Linked DNA regions of Mus musculus: regions 2, 3, 4, 5, 6 and 7 are each linked to region 1. Evidence: chromatin contacts called from public HiChIP or PLAC-seq, Micro-C and promoter capture Hi-C data. All regions are on one chromosome and are shown on one strand. The core of a region is the stretch at or near the end of the contact, and the rest is flanking DNA. Distances in the headings are between cores, read along the strand shown.

Evidence for each region. Promoter capture Hi-C pulls out the DNA fragments that hold promoters and counts their contacts. Hi-C and Micro-C count contacts between places; a contact is called where the count stands out from the background. HiChIP or PLAC-seq counts read pairs in DNA pulled down with a chosen protein or histone mark.
Region 2: a contact with region 1 is called in a Micro-C map of embryonic stem cells, with 4 times the contacts expected there. The contact joins the promoter of Park7 here to the promoter of Camta1 in region 1. A contact is called at or near these places in 3 of 39 promoter capture datasets (the C10 cell line, embryonic stem cells and pre-B cells), 5 of 484 Hi-C or Micro-C datasets (the G1E-ER4 cell line, embryonic stem cells and erythroblasts) and 2 of 115 datasets of contacts at active chromatin or transcription factors (astrocytes and forebrain).
Region 3: an H3K4me3 HiChIP or PLAC-seq map of embryonic stem cells shows a contact between it and region 1, with 7 times the contacts expected there. The contact joins the enhancer-like site here to the promoter of Camta1 in region 1. A contact is called at or near these places in 4 of 39 promoter capture datasets (the 3T3-L1 cell line, embryonic stem cells, hippocampal neurons and 1 more), 3 of 15 datasets of contacts at CTCF or cohesin (the NIH/3T3 cell line, large pre-B cells and pro-B cells), 9 of 484 Hi-C or Micro-C datasets (the C10 cell line, the G1E-ER4 cell line, adipose-derived mesenchymal stem cells and 3 more), 10 of 115 datasets of contacts at active chromatin or transcription factors (the 230-238 cell line, the SCID.adh cell line, T-cell acute lymphoblastic leukemia and 6 more) and 1 of 9 other capture datasets (embryonic stem cells).
Region 4: a contact with region 1 is called in an H3K4me3 HiChIP or PLAC-seq map of stem cell-derived neural progenitor cells, with 15 read pairs. The contact joins the enhancer-like site here to the promoter of Camta1 in region 1. A contact is called at or near these places in 4 of 39 promoter capture datasets (the 3T3-L1 cell line, embryonic stem cells and liver), 1 of 15 datasets of contacts at CTCF or cohesin (the NIH/3T3 cell line), 8 of 484 Hi-C or Micro-C datasets (the N1E-115 cell line, cardiomyocytes, cerebellum and 4 more), 16 of 115 datasets of contacts at active chromatin or transcription factors (the NIH/3T3 cell line, VIP interneurons, astrocytes and 11 more) and 1 of 9 other capture datasets (embryonic stem cells).
Region 5: a promoter capture Hi-C map of hippocampal neurons shows a contact between it and region 1, with 8 times the contacts expected there. The contact joins the enhancer-like site here to the promoter of Camta1 in region 1. A contact is called at or near these places in 1 of 39 promoter capture datasets (hippocampal neurons), 13 of 115 datasets of contacts at active chromatin or transcription factors (SST interneurons, cardiomyocytes, embryonic basal ganglia and 8 more) and 1 of 9 other capture datasets (embryonic stem cells).
Region 6: an H3K27ac HiChIP or PLAC-seq map of embryonic stem cells shows a contact between it and region 1, with 4 times the contacts expected there. The contact joins the enhancer-like site here to the promoter of Camta1 in region 1. A contact is called at or near these places in 1 of 39 promoter capture datasets (embryonic stem cells), 1 of 15 datasets of contacts at CTCF or cohesin (pro-B cells), 1 of 484 Hi-C or Micro-C datasets (embryonic stem cells), 15 of 115 datasets of contacts at active chromatin or transcription factors (SST interneurons, differentiating embryonic stem cells, embryonic basal ganglia and 9 more) and 1 of 9 other capture datasets (embryonic stem cells).
Region 7: a contact with region 1 is called in an H3K27ac HiChIP or PLAC-seq map of the NIH/3T3 cell line, with 8 times the contacts expected there. The contact joins the enhancer-like site here to the promoter of Camta1 in region 1. A contact is called at or near these places in 4 of 39 promoter capture datasets (the 3T3-L1 cell line, embryonic stem cells and hippocampal neurons), 2 of 15 datasets of contacts at CTCF or cohesin (the NIH/3T3 cell line and stem cell-derived epiblast-like cells), 6 of 484 Hi-C or Micro-C datasets (adipose-derived mesenchymal stem cells, brain, cerebral cortex and 3 more), 13 of 115 datasets of contacts at active chromatin or transcription factors (the NIH/3T3 cell line, cardiomyocytes, craniofacial prominence and 8 more) and 1 of 9 other capture datasets (embryonic stem cells).

What each region holds. Positions count from the first base shown.
Region 1 is chr4:151,859,750-151,863,326 of GRCm38.p6, forward strand. Camta1 (calmodulin binding transcription activator 1) reads right to left here and starts at 2,019. Exons shown (of 24, transcript NM_001081557.3): 1 at 1,876-2,019. The coding sequence starts at 1,920. The region is part of intron 2 of Gm42357 (a long non-coding RNA gene); the gene reads left to right. It overlaps 9230110K08Rik (a long non-coding RNA gene), which reads left to right and starts at 1,995. Exons shown (of 2, transcript XR_390981.3): 1 at 1,995-3,108; 2 at 3,415-3,562.
Region 2 is chr4:150,907,870-150,911,446 of GRCm38.p6, forward strand. Park7 (Parkinson disease (autosomal recessive, early onset) 7) reads right to left here and starts at 2,052. Exons shown (of 7, transcript NM_020569.3): 1 at 1,914-2,052; 2 at 449-554. The coding sequence starts at 538.
Region 3 is chr4:151,081,096-151,084,672 of GRCm38.p6, forward strand. Camta1 (calmodulin binding transcription activator 1) reads right to left here. Exons shown (of 24, transcript NM_001081557.3): 15 at 3,468-3,577; 16 at 2,582-3,105. Among named protein-coding and RNA genes, the nearest start is that of Gm13090, 6.7 kb to the right of the region's middle. Within about 2 kb of position 1,791, at least 27 of the 459 cell types and tissues checked have an H3K27ac peak or open chromatin away from gene starts, as enhancers often do. A contact at or near this core is called in embryonic stem cells, where this site is marked.
Region 4 is chr4:151,169,017-151,172,593 of GRCm38.p6, forward strand. The region is part of intron 6 of Camta1 (calmodulin binding transcription activator 1); the gene reads right to left. The region is part of intron 2 of Gm52711 (a long non-coding RNA gene); the gene reads left to right. Among named protein-coding and RNA genes, the nearest start is that of Gm52711, 12 kb to the left of the region's middle. Within about 2 kb of position 1,940, at least 15 of the 459 cell types and tissues checked have an H3K27ac peak or open chromatin away from gene starts, as enhancers often do. A contact at or near this core is called in stem cell-derived neural progenitor cells, where this site is marked.
Region 5 is chr4:151,206,022-151,209,598 of GRCm38.p6, forward strand. The region is part of intron 6 of Camta1 (calmodulin binding transcription activator 1); the gene reads right to left. Among named protein-coding and RNA genes, the nearest start is that of Gm30422, 8.1 kb to the right of the region's middle. Within about 2 kb of position 1,585, at least 6 of the 459 cell types and tissues checked have an H3K27ac peak or open chromatin away from gene starts, as enhancers often do. A contact at or near this core is called in hippocampal neurons, where this site is marked.
Region 6 is chr4:151,224,809-151,228,385 of GRCm38.p6, forward strand. The region is part of intron 6 of Camta1 (calmodulin binding transcription activator 1); the gene reads right to left. Gm45960 (a long non-coding RNA gene) reads left to right here. Exons shown (of 2, transcript XR_003955320.1): 1 at 1-532; 2 at 2,999-3,278. Among named protein-coding and RNA genes, the nearest start is that of Gm45960, 3.4 kb to the left of the region's middle. Within about 2 kb of position 1,748, at least 4 of the 459 cell types and tissues checked have an H3K27ac peak or open chromatin away from gene starts, as enhancers often do.
Region 7 is chr4:151,300,540-151,304,116 of GRCm38.p6, forward strand. The region is part of intron 5 of Camta1 (calmodulin binding transcription activator 1); the gene reads right to left. Among named protein-coding and RNA genes, the nearest start is that of Gm45960, 79 kb to the left of the region's middle. Within about 2 kb of position 1,927, at least 43 of the 459 cell types and tissues checked have an H3K27ac peak or open chromatin away from gene starts, as enhancers often do. A contact at or near this core is called in the NIH/3T3 cell line, embryonic fibroblasts and stem cell-derived neural progenitor cells, where this site is marked.

The sequences.
Region 1 (3,577 bases), core at 769-3,268:
CACATTCTGGCAAATTAACACTCCACCCACTCTGACCATAGAGCTGCCACCTGACCCTTCTAACTTCTTCTGGGTATGTATAGAATGCTATTGCACATATGCACAAAGTGGTCTGTGTGTGTCAACAACTGTGTCGAGCACCCAATTTCCGTGATGTCAAAGAGAACCAGAACAGCAAAAAGTAGAGAAATTGCCCCTTTGCTTGAAAGGTGCAAGATCCAAAGAAATGTTTTGATCCCACTAGAGACATACCAGGGCCAAAGGAAGATTCTGGTACAACAAGGAGCACACAAGCTACCTCTTCTCAAATGGCATGTGGGCGACAAGGGTGTCTACACTCCCTATTCTGGATAGAAAGGCATATGGCTTCTCCTTACCCAGCCAACATGAATACAATTTGAGAAAATTAGAGAAAGTCAAGGTAACAGGCTCACTAAATATGGCTGACTGGGAAACAGGAGCCATAAGGAGGGTCTGAGTTCTCTCAGAAAAAAAAAAAAAAAAGAAGAATTGGGAAGTTTATTTCCAAGAAAGATTCAAAGACTTCTTGAGAGTGGGATGCATAAAGTCTGGTTCTTTCTGCTCAGAAGACAGGAATCAGAACACCAAATTCAAGGGCACTGGACCCTTTTCCCAGTGGGATAGTGTTAACTGGTGAAGGGTGCCCCCTAAGATCCAAGAGTGAACGGGAAGCAATAGATCCTTCTTTTCCTGCAAGAAACAAGTACTGAGGTCCCTTACACTCAAGTGGTAGGCACATCGGAAGTCCTGCCTGCCCTACATCTTACTGGGGCGCCCACCCTGGCCCAGACAGGGAACTCCAAGGAGAGAGGCAGACAGCTAGGGAGAGGAGCATTGGAGCGTCCGGTTTTCCCAACAAGAAAGAGGGCAACTCGAAGGGTGTTCAGGAAATGAGCTCACCCTAACCCAGGAAAGTGTACGGAAAGAGTACAGATCTGGAAGAAGTGTCTGCCTGCCTATTTAGAAATGACTTCAGAGCTGCACAGGGCCCCACAAGCCACTGGGTGAGCTAAGAAGGAAGAACATGGGTAGCCCCGAGTCCCCTTGTCCTGGCCAAAAAAAAAAAAAAAGATTAACCCAGCGTGCAGAGGCTCCGCGGCCCCACGAGAGTCCCCTCAAAAAGGGGACAGGCTGACACGGAACCCTCAGTGCTCGGAGAGGATCGGGGTCACGGAAGGTAAAGGGCATGGCAGTGTGGAGACCCCACCCTCCCGGTAGTGAGGGTGCAAGGGCAAGTGTGGAAGAGCATGCTGTGAGGGGCGGGGAGGCCGCGCGAGGACCCCGGCCCTGCTGGGGGAGGGGTCGCCCGGGGCCTCGGCCGAGGGGCGCTCGGCACGAGGGGGGCCCCCTGGCGGGGACCCGCGCGGGGACACCCCCCACGCCGGCGCTAGGAGGCGCCGCGCGGCCCGAGGGGGGCTGTGGAGGGGAACGTCCGGCCCTGACGCCGCTACGGCCGCCGGCACCGGTGCCCGCGAGCCCCCGCGGCCCGGGAAACTTTCCGCCCCGCGGCCCCCTGACACCCCGACCGACACGGCGGGGATGCCCCGGGCCGGGTGCGGGAGGCGTCGCGGCTTCTCCTCCTCCTCGCTGGGCCCGGCCCCCGCCCCGCGCGCCCCCCGCCCCGGCCTGCCGCCCCCGGGGCTGGGTGCGGGGCGCCCCGCTCGGCCGGCCCGCGAGTCACCTCAGGACTCGGCCGCGCTCCGCCCCCCCCACCCCGCCGGCGCCCTCCCCGCGCCCGCCGCGCCCCCGCGCTCGCGCCCCGCGCCGCCGATGCCCGGGATGTCCGGCGCGGCCCCGGGCTCGCCGTGTCGCCGCCACCCTGACAGCCCCGGGCCCTCACGCTCCGGCTCTCACCTTCCGGCTTGTTTTCGGCAGCCATTTCCCCTCCGCGCGCCACATCCTCCTCCTCCTCGCGACCGGGACCCCGAGCGCGCGCCTCGTACCGCCGCCGCCGCCGGCCCAGCCACCCCGCCGCCGCCGCGCACCCGCCCTGGCCCCGCCCCGCGGCCCACGCACAGCGCCCACTGGTTGGTGCGTCTGCCAGTCACGGCTCCCGCGACCAATCGGACCGCACCAGGGGTCTCACTACTCTCCGGGAGGAGCGTCCTATCCACCCTGTCCATTGGCTGATCACCACCGCACCGACTAAAGTGATTGGCCTGGAATCAACGCCCCCTCCCCACCCACTCCCGGGAAAACCCGCCCTCCAGACCTAAACAAAGCTTCCTAGTGGACAGAGGTCGAAAGGATGGCCCAATCAGGATGAGGCTGACACGGAATATTTCCTCGAGGCCGAGACGTGGTGTTTTGATTGGACGTCACTACAGTGTTTCCCAAGCCGTCCAGACCAATCAAAGGGGGTTCCCGGAACTCGGGAACGGCTGTGGGAAGCCCCGCCCCCCAGCGTGACCGTCATGAGGAAGGCGCTCGCTCATTGGTGTGCTGGGGCTTTTCCCGCGTGCTCCGGGAGCTGAAGGACGTTCCCGGGGAAGCCGCTGCTGGCGCGTGGGGGTCCCGGTGTCTTCGGAGGACACGCTGGGATCTCCGGGATCCCGCAGCCTGCGGCGCTGGCGGGGGGCGGCCCTGCCGGAGGGATACGTAAGGCACCGAGGCGTGCCGGTTCACAGCGTTCCCGAACCGTTTAGCCGAGAGTCGGGGCGTCGCTGCCCGACACGGGGGAGGGGCGCACCTCCCGGCAGACCACGCCCCTCGGCCAAATCCCGCCCCTTCCTGGCCTCAGCCCCGCCCCCTCGGCCGGCGCAGCGTCCCCGCGGCCACCCTACGCTCCCGCCTGCCTTGCGCTCCTCTGTCCCCTTTTCTAGCGGCTTAAAATACTGAAACTTTATTTTGGTCACGTTGCCCATGTGACCGGCGGAGCCGATGAGTCATAGGTGCCTGTCCCAGGCTGCAGCCGCGGATCTAGGGCTCGGAACGCTCGACCTCGGCTAGCCTAGCCAATCCCTCCCGGGCTCCCGGCGCTTCGGTCGGGTTCCAGCCGCAGCTCCGCGCAGCTCTCCTGCCTGTAGGTCCACACCGGAGAGATTCGCACGCCCTGCAGACACAAGCCCGGGCCAGAAGAGCTGCAAAGTACTGCGCCTTCTCGAGAGAAATCAGGGGCTCTGAACGTGGCCAGAAAATAGAGGAAAGGATGGAAGGAGAGAGGGAGGGGAAGGGCAGAGTGCAGGAATTCCGCACATAGAAAAATAAAAGGGAAGGAGAAGAGGGAGGGCAAACACCATGCAGGGATTCTGCAGGTGCACTGAAGGGAAGCGGGAGGGAAGGAAGGAGAATGCACTTTAATGAAAAGCAGCTGAGCTCCAGATCCTCTCTGTAAACTTGCACTGTTTGATTCCTCAACATTTTTTTCTCTCTCTCTCCGTTTGCTACTAGCAGAAACACTGAAAAGTCGATCGAGTGTTTTGGCGTTAGGATTGATCGTCAAAGCCAGTCTGTGCCAATCCTAACAACGTGTGGTCTTCTTATGATGGTCACCGTTGAGAATTGCTTAGGTTGTTCCAAAAATAAAGATGTCCCAAAAGAATGTTTTGTATTGTAT
Region 2 (3,577 bases), core at 802-3,301, 950 kb before region 1:
AAGATGAATGAACGCCTCGAAGTATTTACTCCAGTGTCATAAGGTTGTCACTGGAGGGGAGGGGTGGTGGCTTTCCTATGCTGTCCCAACTGTGCAGCGATGTGAAATGAAGAAACCGGGTCTGAGCCCTGCTCTAACTGGAAATCAGCGCTGCTGAGCGTCTCTGCCTGGGGTTTGTGAAAAGAGGCAGAGAGCTGACCATGCTGCTGCCAGGTCTGAGTGAGGAAATGCTCAGGGTGAGCCTGGCAAACCTGAGTGCATCCCATGCTCACCGTGTCACATAAACACAGAGTGGGGAGCCCAGGCTAACACGGAAGACAGCGCACAGCCCCTGACCGCCACATCTGCACCACGGGATGCAGCTCACACACAACATTAAACAAATAAAAGTGACTTGGAGTCCCCTCGTTTTTAAAACAGGGAGAGCTAGCCCATGAGGGGAACTCACCCCGGCTCGCCGCATGACATCCACAGGAATCACTGTCTCCATCTCCTCTGCTCCTTTGGCCAGGATGACCAGAGCTCTTTTGGAAGCCATTTCTATTTCTTAAAGACTTAAAAAAACAGGAAAAAAAAGTGTTCAAAATGTTGCCTCTGTAACAACCATCTGTTCACGCAGAGTAAATAACTTCTGTGTGACAGGTTGGGATCCATGGAAGCAAGCAGCTTAGATTAAAACTGGTTCACATGGCAGAGTTTCAGCACTCTAATCCCGGGATGAAAACAGGGTGGCTGGGGTGGGTAGTCTGTGGCTAAGAGCACTGGATCAAGGTTTAGTTCCCAGCACCCACAGGGCTGCTCCCAATTGTCTGCATCTCCAGGTCCAGGGGATACAGCGCCCTCTTCTGGCCTCTGCACATACATATATGCAAGCAGAATGCTGATACATCAAAATTAAATCCTTGCATGCCTTTAATCCCAGCACTCGGGAGGCAGAGGCAGGTGGAGTTCTGAGTTCGAGGCCAGCCTGGTCTACAAAGTGAGTTCCAGGACAGCCAGGGCTATACAGAGAAATCCTGTCTCGAAAAACAAACAAACAAACAAACAAACACCAACCAACCAAAATCTAAATCCTTTAAAAAAAATAATAAATGTGGGATTGCCAATGTGTGCTAGTATTCTTTGCATTTTCCCTTACTGTGCTTTCTTAGGACCAATCTCTAACGAAGACAGGTCACATAACGGGCCCTGCATATCAGTCACACTGTGGAGAGGCTGGTTTTCTTAAAATACTCTGAAGGAGGGAGGGAGGGAAGGAAAAGAATAAGAGAAATAAGAGAAAGAGAGAAGGGGAGGGGAGGGGGAGCGAGTCGAGCGCACACCTTTAGTCTCAGCGCTTGGGAGGAAGAGACAGAGACAGGAGTATCTATCTGTGAGTTCGAGGCCAGCCTGGTCTACAGCGTGAGTTCCATGATAGCCAGGGTTACAGAGAAACCCTGTCTCAAAAAACCCAAACCAAAACAAAAAAGCAAAGCAAAACAAAAAACCCCAAATCCACAATTTCACTGGTAAAAAACCAACTTGTAAATTTCGAAGGTTTTGTTCTTGTTGTTGATGTTCCAATAAACTGCTAAAATGTCAGGACCGGGTTGGGGGAGTCCAAAGGTGCTAAATCTCTGACCACACTGCTAATGATTAATAAAGATGGACTATCTCTTTAGGAGGTCAGCCCTGCTGCGGCCGGGAACAGCTAGCCGCCACTCGGAGGCACTTTCCGCGTGCTTTCCCTGCACGCTCCCCACGCATCACAACTTTGGTCAAGCCTTCCAGTAACTGCGCTCGCTCCAACCCGGAGGATGCTGTGCAGAGCCTGGCCCGGCATGCACTGCGGCCGCTGCCCCCAGCCCGCCCAGCCGGGACCCTCCGGGGCAGCGGGCGGATCACAGCCCGGCCTCTAGCCCCAGGGCGCTGACCTGCAGCCGCGCCTCCTCCACCCACGCGAAGCCACCGCTAGTCCGCAGGAACCTCGCACCCGACGTGTACCCAGCACGCATGCGCGCCACCCGCACTGAGGCTGCGCACAACCCCTCGCTTCCGCCTCGGCCTGCGTCATGTCCGGCTGAGCCCAGGCCCCGGGGTGGGGGTGGGGGGAGGAGCGAATAGAGGCTACTGCGGCTGCGCAGCGCTTGTACCATCTCGCCCCCAGACAACGGTACCGCCCACCCTGCGGGCGCCTGCGCAATTGCCCCTCTCTGCCTCTTCGACGTTTAAGTTGATAGTGGTTCCGAGTTTGAGGCCTGGCTGGGCTACAGCCTGAACCCCACACTTGTAATCCTAGCACATGCGAATTCACAGGCTGAAGTTCAGTCATTTTTGGAAGCCGTCTTACATTACGGTTTTTGTGGACCGTTTGCCTTTCTTGCCCCTTACTGTGACATCCCCTCTATTTGCCCCTGGCCTGCTAGTCTTCGTTCCACGTCATCCCAGGCCTGTCCCTCCCAGCTAGGCCTGGTCACCCTGTCCCCTGGGTCACAGGACGGTGTCAAGCTTTAAGAGCTCTTGCTGGTTTTGCAAAGGACCCAGGTTCGGTTCCCAGCATCCATTTGGGGAGACTCACCACTGCCTAACTCCGGATCCTGAGGATCTAATGCCATCTTCTGACCTCCACGGGCACTGCACTCATATGCACACAAATAATAAAATGTCCTACTGCACCCTCGGGTTGGAGCAATGCTATCATCTACGATAAGATAAATTATTTAATTATCTCATTTTATTTCAGCTTTTTACACTTCTGGGTTGACAGTTACTGTGTGTGCATCTCAACCTGTGCCAAAGGGTGCACGTGGAAACTCACAGAAGACCACTCGCCTTAGTGTGTTCTTTCTTTACTACAAGGTCTCGGATGGAACTCAAATCCTCCGGTGTGTGGCAAGCACCCTTACCTGTCGAGCCCTCCCACCGGCTCTCTCCTGAGTTTTTAATAGTTATCTTTCAGCTTACAGGAGGGAGACCCACCCTCACCTGGTCCTATCTGTACCCACCTCAGAGAAAGCCAGCTCGTTTGGCAAGTCTCAGTACTTTTTATACAAACCCCCGACAGGATATAAACTTGCTTTCCTTCCTATATGGAGATTGAATACCTCACATACATTGGCTGACCTCCATCATAGGTTCATATTGGAAATCTTATAAACTGGAAATTCTTTTTTTTTTTTTTTTTTTTTTTTTGGTTTTTCGAGACAGGGTTTCTCTGTGTAGCCCTGGCTGTCCTGGAACTCACTTTGTAGACCAGGCTGGCCTCGAACTCAGAAATCCGCCTGCCTCTGCCTCCCGAATGCTGGGATTAAAGGCGTGTGCCACCACGCCCAGCTTCAAACTGGAAATTCTTACAGTAGGAGTAGTTTAATTCTTAAAAATTGCTAAGTCATGTATATATACAATAAAACTTGGGCAACTGCTTTAGGAGTTGTGGAATGGACTGGTTCTTCACTATGTGCAAAGGGAAAAGACAGAGCCAGCCCCTTCAGCTTTGAAGGTACGGAAAGCTGGAGTGACAGAAAGAAGACCAGGACAGCTTGTCAGATGTGAGCTTCAAGATCCACAGAGGGTGTTGGGCTTGGTGGCTCATGCCTGC
Region 3 (3,577 bases), core at 541-3,040, 780 kb before region 1:
TACCATGAAGACAGCTCAGAAAGTTACCGTGCTATAGGTTCAAGCTTTGCACACTGGTTCCCTAGTGTGTGGAGCTGCTGGGGGAGGCTATGAAACCTTCAGTAAGTAGGATCTCACTGACATGAGGAGCATGTCATGTAATCAGGAGGAGTTATCCTGATTACACACGGTTATGAAGGAAGACCAGACTTTCCTGTGGGTGGACTGCTCCCTGGACTGGTATTCCTCCTGGTCTGTGTACCAGCAAGCAAGCAAGCAAGCTGAGCACAGAGAAGCAGTCACTGGCCTGTGTCTCTTGCCTTTGGCTGTATGGTGAGCAGCTGCTCCAAGCTGCCTTGACCTCCCAGCCACTACAGACGGTGTCTTGAACTATGCTCTATGTGCTAAATAGACCTTTCTCCCTCAGGCTGACTTTGTCAGAGTGATCTATCACAGCATCAGAGGAGTGTAAGACACACACTGGTAGGCAGGGGCCTTTGAAGGCAGAGCTCCAGTTCTGGTTCCTGAGCACACTCAGTGGGCCCTGCCATGCCCTTCCAAGGCCATAAACTCTTTAACCCGTCCTATACCAGGTATTCTAGTCACTACAACACTTAACACATAGAAGACTACATCTCAGTTAGATGAAGCTTTCAGAAAGGCAAAGTTCTGGGAATGGAATCAGATCTGGGTGGATGGTGCGGTGGGGACACCGAGAGTTGATGCAGGAAGCAGAGCTGACCTAAGACTTTTCTGACAGTCGGACAACTATCTATAGTTGACTAAAGTAGATTTTACAATCTAAAAATCTGACCCCACCCAAAAAAAACCCTCCTATTTTAAATGTCTAAGATAAAATTTCCTCAATGAACAACTATCTATGACAGTGTTTCCATAAGGTTTAACTAAGAAGAGAAGATCTACCCTGAGCAGACATTGTCACCCCAAGGGCTGGGGGCACGGGCTGAATAAGCAGAAAGCCAAGAGCACCAGCAACCAGCTCCTTGCCGACTGCTTGGCACAGAGCAGGCGCCTCACGCTCCTGCTGCCCTGCCTCCCCCAGCACAATGCCAGCGTTGTACCCTCAAACTGAACCAGAAATGTCCCCTGCCCCGCTTAGCTGGTTTCGTCATGCCAAGCAGGAAAGTAGCCACCACTGGTGCCAGCAGGAATGGTCCACACCGAGGACTAGGCAGACTGTAGCAGGCCGAGCAGAGCCAGCTGCCAGTTTGTGTGATGCGAGTTTTACCACGTCGCAGCTCTGCTCATCCCTTTAACTTTGTCTACAGTTCCTTTCGTGCTCTTAAGGCAGATCCAAGGCTATAACAGTTTCTGTATGAGCCACAAAGCTGGAGAATAGTCACCACCTGGCTCTTTACAGAAAACAAAACAAAAAAAACCTTACCAGCCTTTTGTCTACAACATTATTGGACTTAGGCTGGGTGTGATGGGACGCATCTCTAACTCTAGCTACTTGAGAGGCTGAAGTTGGAGGTTTGACACCAGCCAGGGAACTTAATGAGATCACGTCTCTAGATAAAATTGAAAAGGGGCTGAGGATTGTGCCCAGTGGAGAGTGTTTGCCCAACACGTGCAAAGCCCAAACAGTATCATTTGATTTAACCAGGCAGGCATCATCCTGGCTATATGGTTGATGGTAAATCAGTGGTGGGGTCTGCTGTCCACCAGGAGCAGAGGCTATACTGCTAATACACACGCAGGCTTTTTGTTTGTCACAGAAAACCAAAGAGTTCCCCCAGGGTGCAATGCTCAAGCATGACTCAGCAGATACACCTCTCCAGGATGAGCTGGCAGGAGTGTGGCCTTCCCACCCCAGCATCACCCTGTTAGGCGGGTGGGAGGTGCTCTATATCTTTCCTTTTGTTTTGCGATGCTTCAACAAGAACCTGGAAACAGAGGCTGAGGAGTAGAGCATAGAAAACCATGCTGTCTGGTTGCCCCTTCTGACTGCTTCTGCATATCTGAGTTGATGGATTTTTGTCTAGTAGCCTGGTGCTTTGTTTAGTCTATGACAACTTTAGTGCCCTCAGAGGACTCTGCTTCCTACGTTCATTACAAGGGCAGTCAGTTATTAGCCCTGGAGGTATTTCACTACATGCCATGTGAGCCTCAAGCCACAGATGCCCTTCACAATGGCTAGATGACGGCCGTGCTAGTCAAAGTCACTCAGATAATCCAAATCCTGTCTGCAGGCTTCCTTGCTGGCTATTTTTAGGGCCTTGACTCTATTATAACCAGTACCTCAAAGAGCAAAGCTGCCATCCCGGATGCGAGGAAGCAGGGCACTAATTATTAGTGTCATAAGTTTAGTTCTCAAGAGGCTGGTACTGGAGGGAGGGCTTTGTTAAGGGCCTGTGGTCAGGCCCTACTCACGGTGCCTAATTCACAGAAGGAAAATGTGGTTCCAGGAAAGCAGATAACTCCACGTCCACCTGAGCAAGACCAGACTGTGACTCTTCCTGGGATGGGGACGGGCAGGTGTGTGTGTGTGGGGGGGGGGGGGGTGTAAAGACTACACGACTTTCAGAACTGAGCCGTGATGTTCGGGGCTGCTTCTGCAGGCTTACCTGAGCAGCCTTACCTGAATATCATCCATGGGCTGGGGGCAATCCTCGTGCTCTGTCCTATCCCGGTAGGCCCCCATCTCTGTATTCACCACCTCTCTGTTAGCCAACATCAGGACGCTCATTGGTTCCCTCGGGCGCACCTGTGAAGGCGCCGCGTCCTTTACTACACTGGTCCCCTTCGGATTTCCAGTCACCTGTACTGTAGACACACCAATGTAAAGATCTTTGGCACTCCACTTTACTACAGGCTGAGATGCAGACGCTTGGGATGCTGCAGTCTCTGGAGTGGGAGGGGCGGCTTCCCGGCTGTACTCCCTCACTCCTTCACTGGGGCTGATTGTCTCGGGGGAAGGCTGCTTAGACCTAGGGCTCTGCTTCCTGATATTTGGCTGCTCCAGACTCAGTGCAGTGCAGAGCAGCTTCTCCTGCCTTGCCTGGAAGGACTCGGGGTTCAATTTATGCTTTTTGGGAGCCGGATAATCTTTGTGGCCCTCAGTGCTGTAGTAATTAGAGGGTTCAGACCGAGGTCTTCTCAGCTCTGAAAAGTACAGTAGAAAGGACAGTCAGGTCAGGTGATGAAAGTAGGAATCCCTAAAGAATTAACACTTTATGCCTGGGAGATAAGGAGGGCGAAGCTGGAGCGCAAGGCATGTTCCTGAGGTATAAATACTCCCTAGCAGCCTAGACTGCTCAGACAATCCTCCGCCAAAAGGATTCGTTTCCTGTACAAACAGACTTTCCATATTGGGAGGAGCACTACTTTTAAAGGAAAATCAGAAGCAATAAGTAGCCCCCTCCCACCAAACCCTTAAATGTTTCCTACAGACTCTTCTAAGGGAAGCTGCAGACAGCCAATGGGGAGCCGGCAAGTTCCGAGATGAAACCCTTGTGAATCTGTACCTGGATTGGTGCTCGCAATGACAGTGACTCCTTTGGGTATTTCTGGAGGGCTCATGGCCTCCCTCTGCCACTGGGCCATCCAGCTGTCTGTGGTTGGCTCTTCGCTTGGG
Region 4 (3,577 bases), core at 690-3,189, 690 kb before region 1:
TGCTGCCTCCCTCCGCTGCCTGACTCCCCGAGCCCCTTGTCACGTATGCCTGATTCCCCAGATGGAGCCCACCCAGCAGATGCTGTCTGCCTTCTGGATTGGTTGATCTCCATGACCCCCTCTTCCGCAGGCCTCTCATGGCCCTTGCTGTGGCCAGAGCTGCCCCTCCTCTTATTTAGAAAGCTGACAGACGGGGGCTGTGTGGGCTAAGGGGGGGGGGATCGGAGAAAATGGAAATAAAACTGCTTTGAACAAAGAAGTGTCCACAGATCCACCCTCTTGGAACTGTGTGGTGCCCACGGCCAATGCCAACAGTGCAAGGGGGTGGCAGGTGCTCACCGGCAACTCTTGTGACTCGTGTTAACATGAAGAAGCTGTGCCAATACCTCTAGCTATGTATGCCCTGTCATGACTGCAGCTGGCTAGGGGCATCTGTCCAGGGAGCTGGAAGGGACTGGCCGACTTGTTTCTTTCTTTGTTAGATCCTCGACAGGTTGGGAAATGCCAGACGCCCTTGCAAAGGCCTAGCAAGGGAGGTCTAGACTCAGTCAGCTCATAGCAAAACCTTGGCCTGGAGAGATGGACCTCAGGCCAGGCTTGTGGAAAGGTGTCACAGAGTGAAAGAGCAAAGGAGAGGAGAGGGGCACTCAAGCTGGGGGACAGCCATGGGTTGAGCAGATACTTGAAGGGGCGCCAAACTTCTTAGCCCTTTGAGGGCCCTCAGTTACCCATGAAGTGAGTACCTACAACCAGCCTTCTCTGTTTCTGAGAGAGGAAGGGCAGAGTTCAGAGGCTGCCACGTCACTGATCTCCCCAGAGATCAGAACAGGGAGACCAGGTCAACAGCCTTCACCACACCAGGAAGGAGAGAAACGGTCTCCTCGCTGCCACCGGCTCTCACACCGAAGGCCTGGGCCACAGCTTATCAGAAGTGTGCAGTGCTCAGTCACAGGTAACCATGGAGCTAAGAAGGAGTTGCGATTTGTGTGGAGCCTCCACGCTGGGCTCACCCAGGGTGTCTGACAGGTCCTGTGTCAATTATGGGTGTGGGAGTGAGCTAGTCCTCAGAGACCAAGAGACTCAAGTTGCCAAGAGCAAGAGGCATGGGTCCCCCATTTGGCCACTTCCATTATGAACTGGGTGCCTTGTAGGATCTCACTCCCTGTGCACATCTCTCCTGCCTCTGTGGGAAAGGAGAGTCAGAGCCAGCACCCTTTGTGTAGAGCAAGAGAGACAGCGGTATTATAAGAAGCGGTTAAAAATGCAAAACGCGGTTGGTTTTGATAAAGAAAAATGCAGCTGCAACATCTGTTTGACTCTTGTTTGCAGCTTCATCAACGCTAAGTGGTCAATAAATCAGAGTGGCGTGGCGCTCCGCTCCTTCTGAGGCTCGGTCATTAATCTCATGCCAGTTCTCATGAAAAATGAAGGAGAGAGGGTTGCGTGGTAGTGAAAATGTATACATTACCCAGAAAGTCATAATAGCATGTAATAGTGCAATGTATACATTACCCAGAAGGTCATAATAGCCTGTGATAGAGCCGCACACCTCCAAAGTCATAACAGCCTGGGATAGCGCTGCACACCTCCCTGCTTGCAGTGGGGGGCTGGAGGGGAGAACCCGAGAGGCAGAGGCTGCGGGGAGGGGATGGAGCGAGTAAATCAGCATCGTTTGTGCCAAGAGCCTGTTCTGCGATCACATCTGTCATATTAGCGCCATTTATGCAGAGCTAGACGACCCCGTGCGCCCGATCTGAAGAGGCGCAGCTTTCTGGACCTGTGTGCTTAATAAACAACCAGGACGGGAGCCCGTAAAACGAGAGTGTGGAGTTGGCAGAAGGAAGGACAAGATTTACTAGGGAATGGATAAGTGACTGCGGCAGGCGGCTCGGGGCTGGGGTGTCACCCGGATGTATGGTAGACGGAAGCTCTTGCTGTAGCTGCTCCTGGCAGCCGGCTGGCTGTCCTCCCTGCTTGGAGTAATGGAATGGAGGAGGGAGGGGCTGATGGATACCAACAAAAAGCAAGCTGTCTCTCAGAGCAACCAGCAGGGTGCTCCAGCCCCCATGTCCCCCACAGAGGCCTGCTCACTTCAGGACAGATTTCAGCAGACCACAGGGACAGAAGAAACTCCTAGAACTCCATCCACATTCTGAGGAGGGCCAGGGACATAGCACTTGTTGCTTAGGTTCCCCCAGGGTCTGCCAGTTGCTGGAAGACACAGGCTTCCCTGTCGCAGACCAGAAGGGATCCTCTTATGCTGTAGTACATATAATTGGCACATTCTATGGCCCTCTCTGGGTAGCTGCTGGGTATAGGACTATCCTGTGGGCTCCCCCCATAGATAGAGAAGCCTCTGTTTTCAGAGACGGCTTCTGAAGACAGCTCTGTGCCAGCCTTATCTTCAAGCCTCAGGGTGCCTGGTTTTTAGTCCCTCTAAGCACCAAAGTGCTGAGTGACTGCTATCCCACGCACAGGGCAGAGAGTGTGTCTGAGGATGGAGATTCCCAGCCCGCCCCAGATAAATGCTCCATTTCCTCTCCTTCACTCTGCTAGGGCTCCTGGAGACTCAACGGATGGTGAGTGAGGAGGCTGTGCTCCAAGTCCCGTGCCCAGGACTGTACAGCCCTGTTACAGTCATAGGTCAAGAGCAAAATCAGATTCAGGAGGCCCAGCTGGGTCCTGGGCTCCAGGGGCTGGATTTAGAGTTCAGGGCAGGGCAAGGCCTCAGACATGCCTGCATCTACGCCAAGTGCCTTCAGAGGTCAGAATGGGATCTGTGTCAGGCAGGGTCATAGGTCAGAATGCAGTCTGTGTCAGGCGGGGTCATAGGTCAGAATGTGCTCTGTGTCAGGCAGGGTCATAGGTCAGAATGTGCTCTGTGTCAGGCGGGGTCATAGGTCAGAATGTGCTCTGTGTCAGGCGGGGTCATAGGTCAGAATGCAGTCTGTGTCAGGCGGGGTCATAGGTCAGAATGTGCTCTGTGTCAGGCGGGGTCATAGGTCAGAATGTGCTCTGTGTCAGGCGGGGTCATAGGTCAGAATGTGCTCTGTGTCAGGCGGGGTCATAGGTCACAATGTGCTCTGTGTCAGACGGGGTCATAGGTCACAATGTGCTCTGTGTCAGGCGGGGTCATAGGTCAGAATGTGCTCTGTGTCAGGCGGGGTCATAGGTCAGAATGTGCTCTGTGTCAGGCGGGGTCATAGGTCAGAATGTGCTCTGTGTCAGGTGGGGTCATAGGTCACAATGTGCTCTGTGTCAGGCAGCTACAAGGGAACATGAATAGGTTTGAGTGCCTGTGACTTAGCAGTGTGTGTGTGTGTGTGTGTGTGTGTGTGTTGTGTGCATAGATTGAAAAGGAGGGAGAGAGAAGGACCTGAAGGAGCAGGTCTAGTGCACTTGGGAACAGCAGGGCTCAGTGATCAACTCTCCTTCCTGGGAATCAGGTCTCATCATATACTGAGCCCAGGACTATCATTGTAACCTGAGGAACAGGCTTCCTGTACAGCCCAACAGGGTTAGGGGAGCTTGGTGGGTGACCAGTAAGAGGTTGGGAGGTGCTTCTTGGGGCAGAAGC
Region 5 (3,577 bases), core at 335-2,834, 650 kb before region 1:
CCTAGGTGATGCTAGACCCCATCAATCTGATGATTAACCTCCACAGTGTAGAACCTCTAGGAAGTCACACCTCCTTTGGGCACCCTGTCCCTGTTAGCTCCAAGGAGCCCCAGCCCTTTCACAGGTGCTAGCTCGGCCCAGCACTTCAGGATGAGCTGCCTGTCCCCTCCATGAAGGGGAGGACTCCCCCCGCACCCCCAGCCAAGCCCTAATCTTCCAAGGAGGCAGAATCAAATGTTAATGGGAAACACTTAACATGGGAAGGGAGTCTATTTCTCCTTAACTGTCTCTGGCTGCACAGGATCCCAGGGAGTTATTGAAGGTAAATTGCTTGGTTTTCAATTTTAAGCTGTACTTATCTGAGCTCGATCAGTCTTCCCTGATCGCGGCAGAAAATAATAAGTGCCCGGTACGGGGTTGCCCTGGTGCTCAATAACATGGCGATTGTATCCCCATTTCATTATGGAAGACAGAGAGTGCTGGGTGCAAGTTTATTGATATGATAAATGGTTCCTCATATCCTTATCTGTGAAACTCCTGCCTGAAGACTGTGGGCAGGGGCTGGTACCTACTGGAAGAGCCATGTTATTGGCATCTGTCTGGGCGTACCTGCTAGGGATAAACTTGGGATTACCCTGCTAATGAGGGCACTGCAGGGCGTCAGCGTGGCCAGGGCATACTCAGTCTCCTGACCTGGATTTAGGGGCAGGTATGCTGCATGAGGCTTGAGAGCCCAAGGTCTGGGATCTACTGGATTCAAACTGTATGTGCCCACCTTTCAATGCCTTTCTGAAATAAGGAGACAGTACCGGAAGTGGTTAGGCAGAGCCAACTGGTGTCCTGTGGTCATGTTAGCCTCTGGGCTACTGGGGGCAACTCCCATCAGACAGCAAGGGAAGAGACTGATGGTTGCTCTGGGTTCCCAGATGAACTGTACTGGCCACAGATGCCCGAGGACACTGAGGCCTGCCTGGGCTGGGTGCTTGCCCTGTGCCATTCTGTGAGATCTGAGCCCCAGAGGCCAGGGCAGAGTTGATAGTCACTCGCAGGCTGCCTAGTCCTACTCTGCAGCATAGAAGTTGCCACAAAGATTTGAGCGACTGGATGAACACCAGAAGCAGATCTTAGCAAGGCATCCGGGATCTGTTGCCCAGGGTAGAAGCTACCACGTGCAGGCTTAGGAGGAGGCTGGGGCAGAACCATTATATTCCCTTCCTGAACAACCATTGCTAGTTTTGGAGGCAAGGACTTTTCTGTTTCCAGAGATGCCTTCCCTTGGGGCGATGTGCACCAGCCACTGTCATCTGGAATCCTCACACAGTGGACCCCAGACATGGCAGCTGCCAAACATGACTCAGGTCTTTCAGAACCGAAGTGCACAGGGTCCCTGAGGCCTCACCCCATCCCGAGTACTCATCTTTAAACCCTAATTCAAAAATAAATGGGCAGGAAAGGCTCTCCGTCCTCAACCACGTAAACACAGAACAGCAACGCGTCGGCGGCACTCGGTCTGACACGGGAGCCGTGAGGCATTGCTCACCCAGATAAGTTTAATGCATAATTTAGAAACATCATCAAAATGGGAAGAAAGAGAAGAGGGCCCTAAATGACTCAGAAAGAGCTCCTGTGCTGAGCTCCTGAGGAGAGAGCAGAGGGGAGGCTGTGGGCTCACCGTGGACGCACACCCCGCGCTTGCCGTAATTGGATTGAGACGGATCCCTGAGCACAGTGCCTAGGCAGGACAGATGCACCCCTTCTGGGAGTGGGAAGCAGAGCCCTGCAGAAGCCAGCATCCAGGCATGACAGATGACACACTCAACCCTGGCGGGCCCCAAATTCTCTGCAGTAAATGTGGGATATGCCATCTAGATTCCCTGGTGTCCTTCAGCCACCCTTGGCTGGAGGCTGCTTCCTTGACCTAGGTAGATGTGGGGCCTGGTGTCTGGATGAGCAGAGTGGTGGGGAAGGGGGACACACTTAGGCATTTGTGTCCCCTTTCTCCTGTAGTGCTGGAGGTGGATGCAGGTGACCCTTGCCAGGAAACGATTGACAATTTCTGAGCTGGGGGCTTTTCTGCTCTTTGTGATGCTTGTCTGGGGGTGGGGGACATCTCAGGGACAGGGACATCACAGACTCAGCCTGATATATCAAAGACACTTTTGGTCAACAAGCTCCCCAGGGTACTCTAATTTCCCCTTCATTAAAGGGGTGTAGCATTCCCAGGACAGACAGCCAAGATGGCTTGGAAAAAACTTGGTCCCATGAGCCAGAGACCCAGCACAGCACGGAGCTCTTGGAGTCCTGTTGTCTTTCTGACATTTCTTTGAGACTCTGATGTCCCTGCCTACATCAGACACTTGGAGGGTGGTGGGGTCTCCTCTATCAAGCTGGCCCGGCCTATTGGGACAAATCATTTGTTAGGCAGTTCTTCTTTGTCAATATGCCAAGCTCAGTAAGGTGGGAGGGAGGCTGTGGCACACAGAAGAGATGGAGTGTCACATGGTTATGACCCCTCGGTCACTGGGGGAAGTTCCTGTCAGGCAGCAGAGCGGAGACTTCTGGTTGCAGAGTCCTCTGGATTTCCAAAGACTGTGCTAGCCATGGGTACTGGGAGGGCGATGGGCCCAGGATGTCTGCTGTCAGGCCACAGGGGAGATCCAACCCACCCACTGCCAATCTGCTGGTCCTTCAAATGGTCAGTTGGCCATGGCAAAGGCGGTGTGTGTGTGTGTGTGTGTGTGTGTGTGTGTGTGGTGATGTTGGTTGGTGGCGATGATAGCTGGTGAGGTTTGAAAGCTCCCAAACTATAGACTATGCCCATGGTTGAGACTGGACCCTGTAGGATACAGCCGGTTCTTGTGGAGTCTAAACAAGACTCCTTCCCAAAAGGAACAAGTCTCAGGCAGGTGAGCCAGGCACAGTCCCTAATTTCTTGGGATTATTGACAATGCAAGCCATGCGTGTGCCTGCTTTAATGTAGCTGCAGACATCCTTGGCTTCTCCCAAGATGTCTCTGTGGCAGGGTGGTGTCCACACTCAGGATCCCTGGCTACGAGAGAAGCTTCCCTCCTCGTAACATCAAACTCTTGACCCCCATTTCAGCTTCTTTACACCGGGCCCACCTATCTTTGAAATCTTGCTTGCCTGGGAACTGCCCCCTCTGACCTGTCTTCCAACCCTTCAAGGTTTATGTGTCTGGGGTGTTGCGGGGCATGGGTGCTGGCCGAAGGCTCAGCCTCATGCTGAACCAGACAAGGGTGAAATGGACAAGGTCCTGGGGCCAGGGGTCTTGGGATAATGAGAGGTGACTGACAGGCAGTACCTCCCAGTTTCCAAGGATGAACTACATTCTCTAGCCTTTATTCTATATGACCTGGCCACCCTGGGGCACGATTCCTCCTCCTTCAAGGCTGTCTGCTTTTGGTCTGCGCAGCTCATTGAGCACCTGTATCTCTCTTGCCTACACATTCGCATCCAAGTCCTGTAGCCCCTTAGCTCAGGTCTGTTCTCATCCGATCCCTTTGAGCATCTCCTGCAGATGTGCTGCCCTCCTGGATCTTTCCCAGCTGCCCCAGGG
Region 6 (3,577 bases), core at 498-2,997, 640 kb before region 1:
AGAGGGAATCCCTGATAGGAACTAGTCCCTTGGGACCCTTCTTGCCTAGGTCACCCCATAAGGACCATACGCTGGCTGTGACTGAGTTGGCCTGGTGCCCGCGTCCCTTCTGGGGGATCTAGCTGATTGTTTACTGGGCCAAAGTACAGTCAGGCCAGGGACTCACTGTCTCTGTTTGAGATTATTTCAGAAGGTTTGGTGGTGCCCCACTCAGCAGGAGCTGGGAGCCCTGTCTCCTACAGGAAGGTATCTGAATGCCTCATCTTGCCTGCTGCTGGTCTGCTCATGAAGAAAAGGTTTCTGCAACAAGGGAGGAGCCATGTCCAGAGTCACACCAGGAGTGAGGAGGGCCTGTTTCCAGTGCCTGCAGCCGCTCTTAAAGTCTGAACCACGTGTCACGGAGTCTCCAGTTCTCTTGGGTGATGGTCTTAGAAGGCTTGGGCTACAGTAAGGATGCTATCCATCTCCCTCTGGTGGCCAGCCTTCTCTCAGCCTTTTTCCATCCTCTGCCTCATTGAGCTGCCCACCCCAGGTACCACTTGCTATGGCTTTATTCACTCATAGGAATGCCCTTAGGTCATTTTCTTATCGGGCAGATGGGGTCCCAAGCTTGCTGACAATGCATCTTCAAGTAGATGATGTACTTCAACCCAGAGATCTCGAAGCACAAACCCTCACAACTCACCCCTGATGACCTGTGTCCGGTCCAGCGGACTTCATGTCATAGCTGGTTTGGGGGCGTGGGTCATATCCGTGGCCCAGTTGCCTGTGCATCGTGTGGCCTAAAAGGAGCACAGATGGTCTCTTCTCACCTAGAGGGGACAAGGACATCTTGCCCATGTCACTTCAGGTCCGCTGCAGGCCATTCTTATATTCAGCTCAGTCCCCAGCCCTGAGCTCAGCGGGTGAGCATGGACCAATGTCTTAGGGGACTTCAGAGAACCAGGGACAGTGGGGCCTGCAGAAAATAGGCAGAGCCACCTCAGGGCCTCTAAGAAGTTGGGTGGGACTAGGGCCTTCTGTTTCACTTGTCCTTAGAGACACAGCCAGAATCCCTTTAACCCGCAGTAGGGATGACCAGGAGAGAGGAGTCGCCATATTGAAGGTGGATATCCATCCCATTTAGGTCAGCCTCCTGCCTCAGGCTCCCTGAGGCACACATGTTTCTGAAGGAAGTAAACATTTCCTTGGCAAAGAATTCTCAAGAACGCGGAACGAGTTTCTCATTTAAAAAATGCAGAGGTGTTCTGGAAACTGACTTGGGATCTCTTTTGGAATTCTCCTCCAGGAGGGGAACCTGAGCACTGCCCTTCATCTCCCCAGTGCTGGATTGAGGAGGAAACACTCATAGAATGTAGGTGTAGCCACAGAGTTGCCTCATTGAAGGCACGATGATCTTAGGGGCAGGCTCTGGGCCCCTCCCTCCCAAGGCTGTGAGTGTTCACCTGTCATGGAGGGCCTTGGTCAATGGAATCACCTTGCTCAGTGCCTGCGTCCTCCTCCCCCCCCCCCAAAATAAACTGATCTGCGGCCTGAACAGGTCCACTGAGCTCCAAACTTTGCCCCCTGTGAAAATCTGAAGCATGCAGCTGGGCTGGCTGCCCCCTCCGCTCCCTGATCCTTTAATCTGAGACTATTAAAACTTCATTCCACTTCTATTGGTAAACCATCCATCACTCTCACCAAGCAGCGCAGGGCTGTGGGAGCCCAGCGGGAGGGCGGCAGGCAGAGGGAGGGGTAGGCAGGCAGACTGCCCCCAGCTGCCTGCCCTGCCAGTCCTGGCCAGAATGGGGCGGGGAGGCCGCTGTCCTTGAAGAGGACAAGGCTCGTGAGTGAAGGGACATGACAAAGTGATGTCAGGGTGGGGGACATGGCAGAGGCTTGCCATGGCCGCAGGAGGGCTGACTGGGGCCCGCCCTCAATGTGTGGAGGCAGAACCACAATGAAGCAGACATTACCATTGGTGCCAGCTGACACTCCCTGACCCTGGCACGGTGGTCTTAGATCTCCCTAGGTGGCTGCTTGCTTCCTATTCTTTGACACCAGGCCCTACTTTACCCTGGCCTTTGACAACAGGGATGAAGCAGGGGCCCAGGCCTTTAAGGTCTCCCACAGAAAAGCAACAGCTCGGTGCTTGCAGGATTACAGCTCTTTTTCTTAATTAAAAAAGATCCAATTAAATTAAGATATCAGAACTGAAGAACGGTTGAGTCATTAGTGCGACTTTCATCTTAATGGCTGCAGCTGCCCAAATCCTTCGATTTTGTAGCCTCCTGTCATGGTGGATGGACGGACTCTTGTGGATAGAAGTCTGGCCTGACTAACCCAGGCCAGGCAGGGTCAGGTGAATCACCCTGCCTCCCCTACCCCAGGCCACACAGAGGGGAAAGCTCCATATTATATGTTATGTCTTGGGGACAGGATGTGGCCAAGTGTCCTTTCTCCGCACTTGATGCCCATCGGCCCTGGTGGCTGCCACTACAGGGCCTCTCTGGAAGCTAAGCGCATCTTTACTGTGTTTGAAGGCTTCCCTGAGGAAGGAAGCTGCTCCGCTATCCCGCCCTGAAGCCAGGAAAGCCACTGTACGAGCTGCTGAGACCTGTGCTCTGGACAAGTGGGAGGGGCCTGCTATGCTAGGCTGGGGCCCAGGGTTCTTCATTCCCATATTCTGAGTCCCAGAACTCAGTGGAGAGCAGAGAGGGGAGAGGGAGCAGAGGGGAGAACAGAGAGGGTAGGGGGGAGAACAGAGGTGGGGAGAGGGGAGAGGGAGGAGAGGGGAGAACAGAGAGGGTAGGGGGGAGAACAGAGAGGGGAGAACAGAGAGAGAAAATGGGAGAACAGAGAGAGGAGAGGGGAGAACAGAGAGGAGGGGGAGGGAGAGGGAGAGGGAGGGAGGGAGAAGGGGAGGGGGGAGGGAGAGGGGTCAAGCTCATTCGCCTGTCTCTGTCCTTTGCGGAACCCTCATTGGGTCTCCTGGACTCCATTTCTTTCTTTTCAGATCCAGATTCAGACAGAAGAGGCGCTTGCTGGCAGCCCAGACACTCAAATATCCCCCGGTGAGCCCTTCCTACCAGATTGCACAGACTCCATGGCTGCAGCTCCCAGGGCAGGGTTCCATCTCAGTATCCTATGTCTAAGTTGGAATCAATCAGAAACATAGCAAACTCAAAGATACTATGTAGCCATTCAAGCCCTGGGCAGAGCCTTGGGAGCAGAAACCATGTTCCCACTGAATTCCACCATATGTCTACAAAGTGCTTCGCTTCTGCAAGAAAAAATTAAAATGATGAAAAACAAAAACAAAACAAAACCAAAACCAAAACCCAAAACCACATGCTACATGTGCTTTTCTAGAAAATACGGAGCCATCAAGAGGGTGGCTGGGGACACTCATGTCCCGGGCTGTCCCAGCTGGGTGAGAGCTGGCAGGCATGCAGTTCTGTCAGTGACTGAGGCTGTGGGAGAGAGATGGAGCTGGCCGGGATCCAGACTCCCAGGTTGGATCTTATATGCCCCTTGATGGCCCTATATATGTGACATGGCAGAATCTGGCTGGGCCTAAGCGAAGGCCAGTTGG
Region 7 (3,577 bases), core at 677-3,176, 560 kb before region 1:
TCTCTAGACAAGAGGGTACCTGCCGTCTCCCACCCCTTGCCTCCGAAGCGAAGCTCCCTTGTGGTCTCAGCAAGGCATAGAGAGATGGCCCTGTGCAGTGCACCAGGAGAACGGGGACAGGGTTCTCAAACTAGAGGGTTGCCTGGCATCTCCACAGAATGTTCTAGAGCACTTCTCCAGCAGGGGAAGTTTTTGCGGAGTGGGAACTCAAGGAGAACCGAAGATCAGCGAGGGAAGCCCAAGAAGCAGCAGGCACTGGGGTAGGAGCCAGCGCAGGGATTGGGGGCAGGGGAGTGGGAGGGTGGAGACTGCATGAGGTTAGGAGCAGGCACTGGGGGCGGGGCCAGCGCGGTGCGGGGTGTAGGTGGGGCAGACTGCACAGTCTCAGGATGACAGCACGGGCATAGCAGTCCTGACTCTGGCACCAGCCCCAGCAGCACCCACCTCCTTCACCTGAGCTCCCAACCCGTGGGAGACACTGTGCTTGTGAGAGAAACCGCCCCGGTAAAGCCCCGTCAGCCTAAGGATCGCATGAGTGAGGAGTGCGATAAAGATTAAATGAAGTTTTAGATAAGAAGGCATAAAAATCATGTTCAAAGACATAAATAAAATTCCCAGAGCTCTGACTTTATTGTGCTGGGGGTTGGTGGTGGTTTCCAAGATTAATAAATTAATGGGCATAAAATAGAGTAATGGCTAAAAACGGATAATAAGGTAAATTTGGATGTGCAGTGGGCATTGTTTCCAGCTGTGAAGCTCTGGTCAGGGATGACCAGGCCACAGTGGGCGTGCACATCTGTCCCGAGATCATCTTGGCCCTACAATCTGCTGCTTCCATTCTGCCTCCTTCTGGGGTGAAGTCCGGGTACTTAGCCACCCTCGCCCAAATGTTCTCCCACCCTCCGGGGATCCATGGGCGAGCACATGGTTCCTGTCACTCTCAGCCCTGGCCCGTTTGTTTGCTCTGCAGAGCCAGATGGATGCTGGAGGTGTCATTTTCTCAGCCTTAGCAGCCTGTCCTGGCACATGGGCCTTTGGCCCCACGTGGGAGGAACACGGTCTTTGCTCTTCCCCTTGTGGATGCATCAGGCTGCCTGGCCCTGCTTGTCCTGTGGTCAGCAGGAGCTACCCCGTGTGTGTGTGTGTGTGTGTGTGTGTGTGTGTGTGTGTGTGTGTGGTCTCACCCAGCCATCAGGGGTTTGTATCTCCAACCAATTTCAATATAGCCTTGCCATTTCTATTACAAATACTTGCAAAGCTACAAGACATAAATAATAAATAAATAAAGTAAAATGTCCTTTTTCTCATCAAAGTGCATTGCTCAGACTCATTTCTTGTAGACTTGTCAAGTGGTGGGAACTGATCTTGATCGTGCCAGTGGTTTGTATTGGTGACAGCTAGACATCTCCCCTCTGTTCCTCTCCTCCCTCTCTGGATATGAAGCAAGCTTTCTGCTCTTTATTCCCCCATCCTGTCTGTGTTAGGTGTCCAGAGTTTCTCACACAGACAATGGATTTCCACAGGCTCTTCTTGGTCTACCACCCCTGTGGACAGCATCCCATGTGGGTTTTACGCATTTAGACAAAGAATGACCAGAGAGATGGAGAACTGCTGTCCAAGATGCGGCTCTCTGTGCTCTCTGGGGCTGGGGGCTCTCTCCATTTCCAGGGAGCCAGCCCTCTTTGTCCCACTCCTCCATGCCTAGCCTCTAGAGGGCAGCAGAGATGGGTAACAGAATCCCACACTCCAGGCCCTCAGTGGCCATTCTAAGTGAGGAGTGGGGAGCACAAGGTAGTGGCTGGGATTGGCTCCCTCTCCAGGTGGGCCTCAGAACTGCATCTGCTAAACACCTGTGACACTGTCTGGGTACCAAGGCGGACCTTTGCCACCCAGCTGCACCCAGGCAGGAGTCTGGGAAGGAATTCTTACTTAAAACCGGTCATGAGGCTTTGTTTGTGAAGAAGGTGGGGGAAATGCCAGGCCAGACTGTGGCTATGTTAATGCGAGGCTGGGCTCCCTGCCAAGACATTAAGCGGGGAGTCGAATTCCTCAAACCAGCTTTAATCAGCAGATTTTTAAGGTTAGAATTACTCTCTCCTCTCAAGGCTTGCCAAGGTTAATTCTGGCCTGAGCATGCAGAATTAATGGGCTGGACAGAGGGAATCGACCTTTTCCCGATTTTTTTCTTAAGTTCACAAAAACATCTCTACAAGAGGAGAAGGTGGCAGGGCTGGGCCCCCATGGGAAAGAAATACCTGGCACTAAGCAACCCATCTGGGAGCCCAGGTCAGAAACACACACAGTCAGACTCACGCCAAGTCAGGCGTGAACACATGGGCCAGGACAGGCATCCATTCTCACCCTGGGAGAGTGGAGAGTAGAGTTCCCAGCAGCTCCAGCCCCGTCCCCTTAAACAGCTGTGGGCCTCCTACCCTACCTAGCCTCTGCCTGATGGGGCTACCCAAGCCTGTGTGTCTCAGTGTGGATGGGGTCTAGCTGGCCAAGTGAAGGACAGAGGCTTCTCCTGGTCCAGCACAGATCTACAGAGGAAGGTAGTCCTGTGAGCGCCCACAGCAGGAGCAGGGTCTGGGTTCGAAACTCCCCTACACACCCCAGGATAATGACTGTGGGTCAGGGCTGTGTTCTACCTGGATCTGCCAGTGGAAACAGGAGGGACATAAGCCCCGATATGGCAGGTCTGCTCGGTGAAGCAGCGATGTATTTTCAGTGACTGACACCCACATGGCAGTAGCAAACACAGGCTTCCTTAGTTTCCACAGGTCACCTACAGATGGTCTCCCTCCTCTGTAGTACTCATGGTGTCCCCTCTGGTGGTCCCTACAGATCCCTGCCTGGGCCGCACTGGGAGAGCCTTCCTTTGCCTGAGGCCAGGGCTATTAAAAACCAGTGGGGCTGCCCAGAGCTGCTGGACCTGGCCACGTTGCTGGATGGTTTGCTCCTTCCCCTCCAGTTGGTCCCGCTTCAGCCTGGGTTTGAAACTCAGGTCATCCTCGTGACCTTGGCTGGGCTCACCACTCTCCACAGCAAGGAAGTATGAAAGCCAGACTGTCTATCCACTGTGTAACCTGCATGGCTACCGGTGGCCTCAGCAAAAGTGAGTCACTCTTGGCCTGACTTCCATATCTTCCCTCACTCTGCCCTACCCCTTCTTGCCCTGGAATGGAGAAGGTCTTAGTCCAGGCCACTCCCTTCCCCCTTTCTCTTCCTCCCTCTCTTCCCCTTTCCCTCTCCCTGTCCTCTCCTCTTCATAGTCGGAGCTGTTCCTAGGATCTGGTAGGCATGGAAGGTCTCTTACTGTAGTGTCCAGATACCCGCTGCAATGCCTAGAAATACTGAATCTGTAGGACAAAGCTGTCAAGCCTGGTGCTTTGATAAATGCACACACAGGAGCCTAACCTTTCTAGCTGGTAGACTGCAGCTTTGTGGACCAGAAGCACTGAGATCTAGGCCACTGTCAGGGTCACCCCGGTTGTGAGGATGGAGAGGGAAGTGCAGAGACAGGAAGATCTGCCTCCCTCCTGGTCATGTGTGACTCAGCCTAGCCATCTTCTGTATG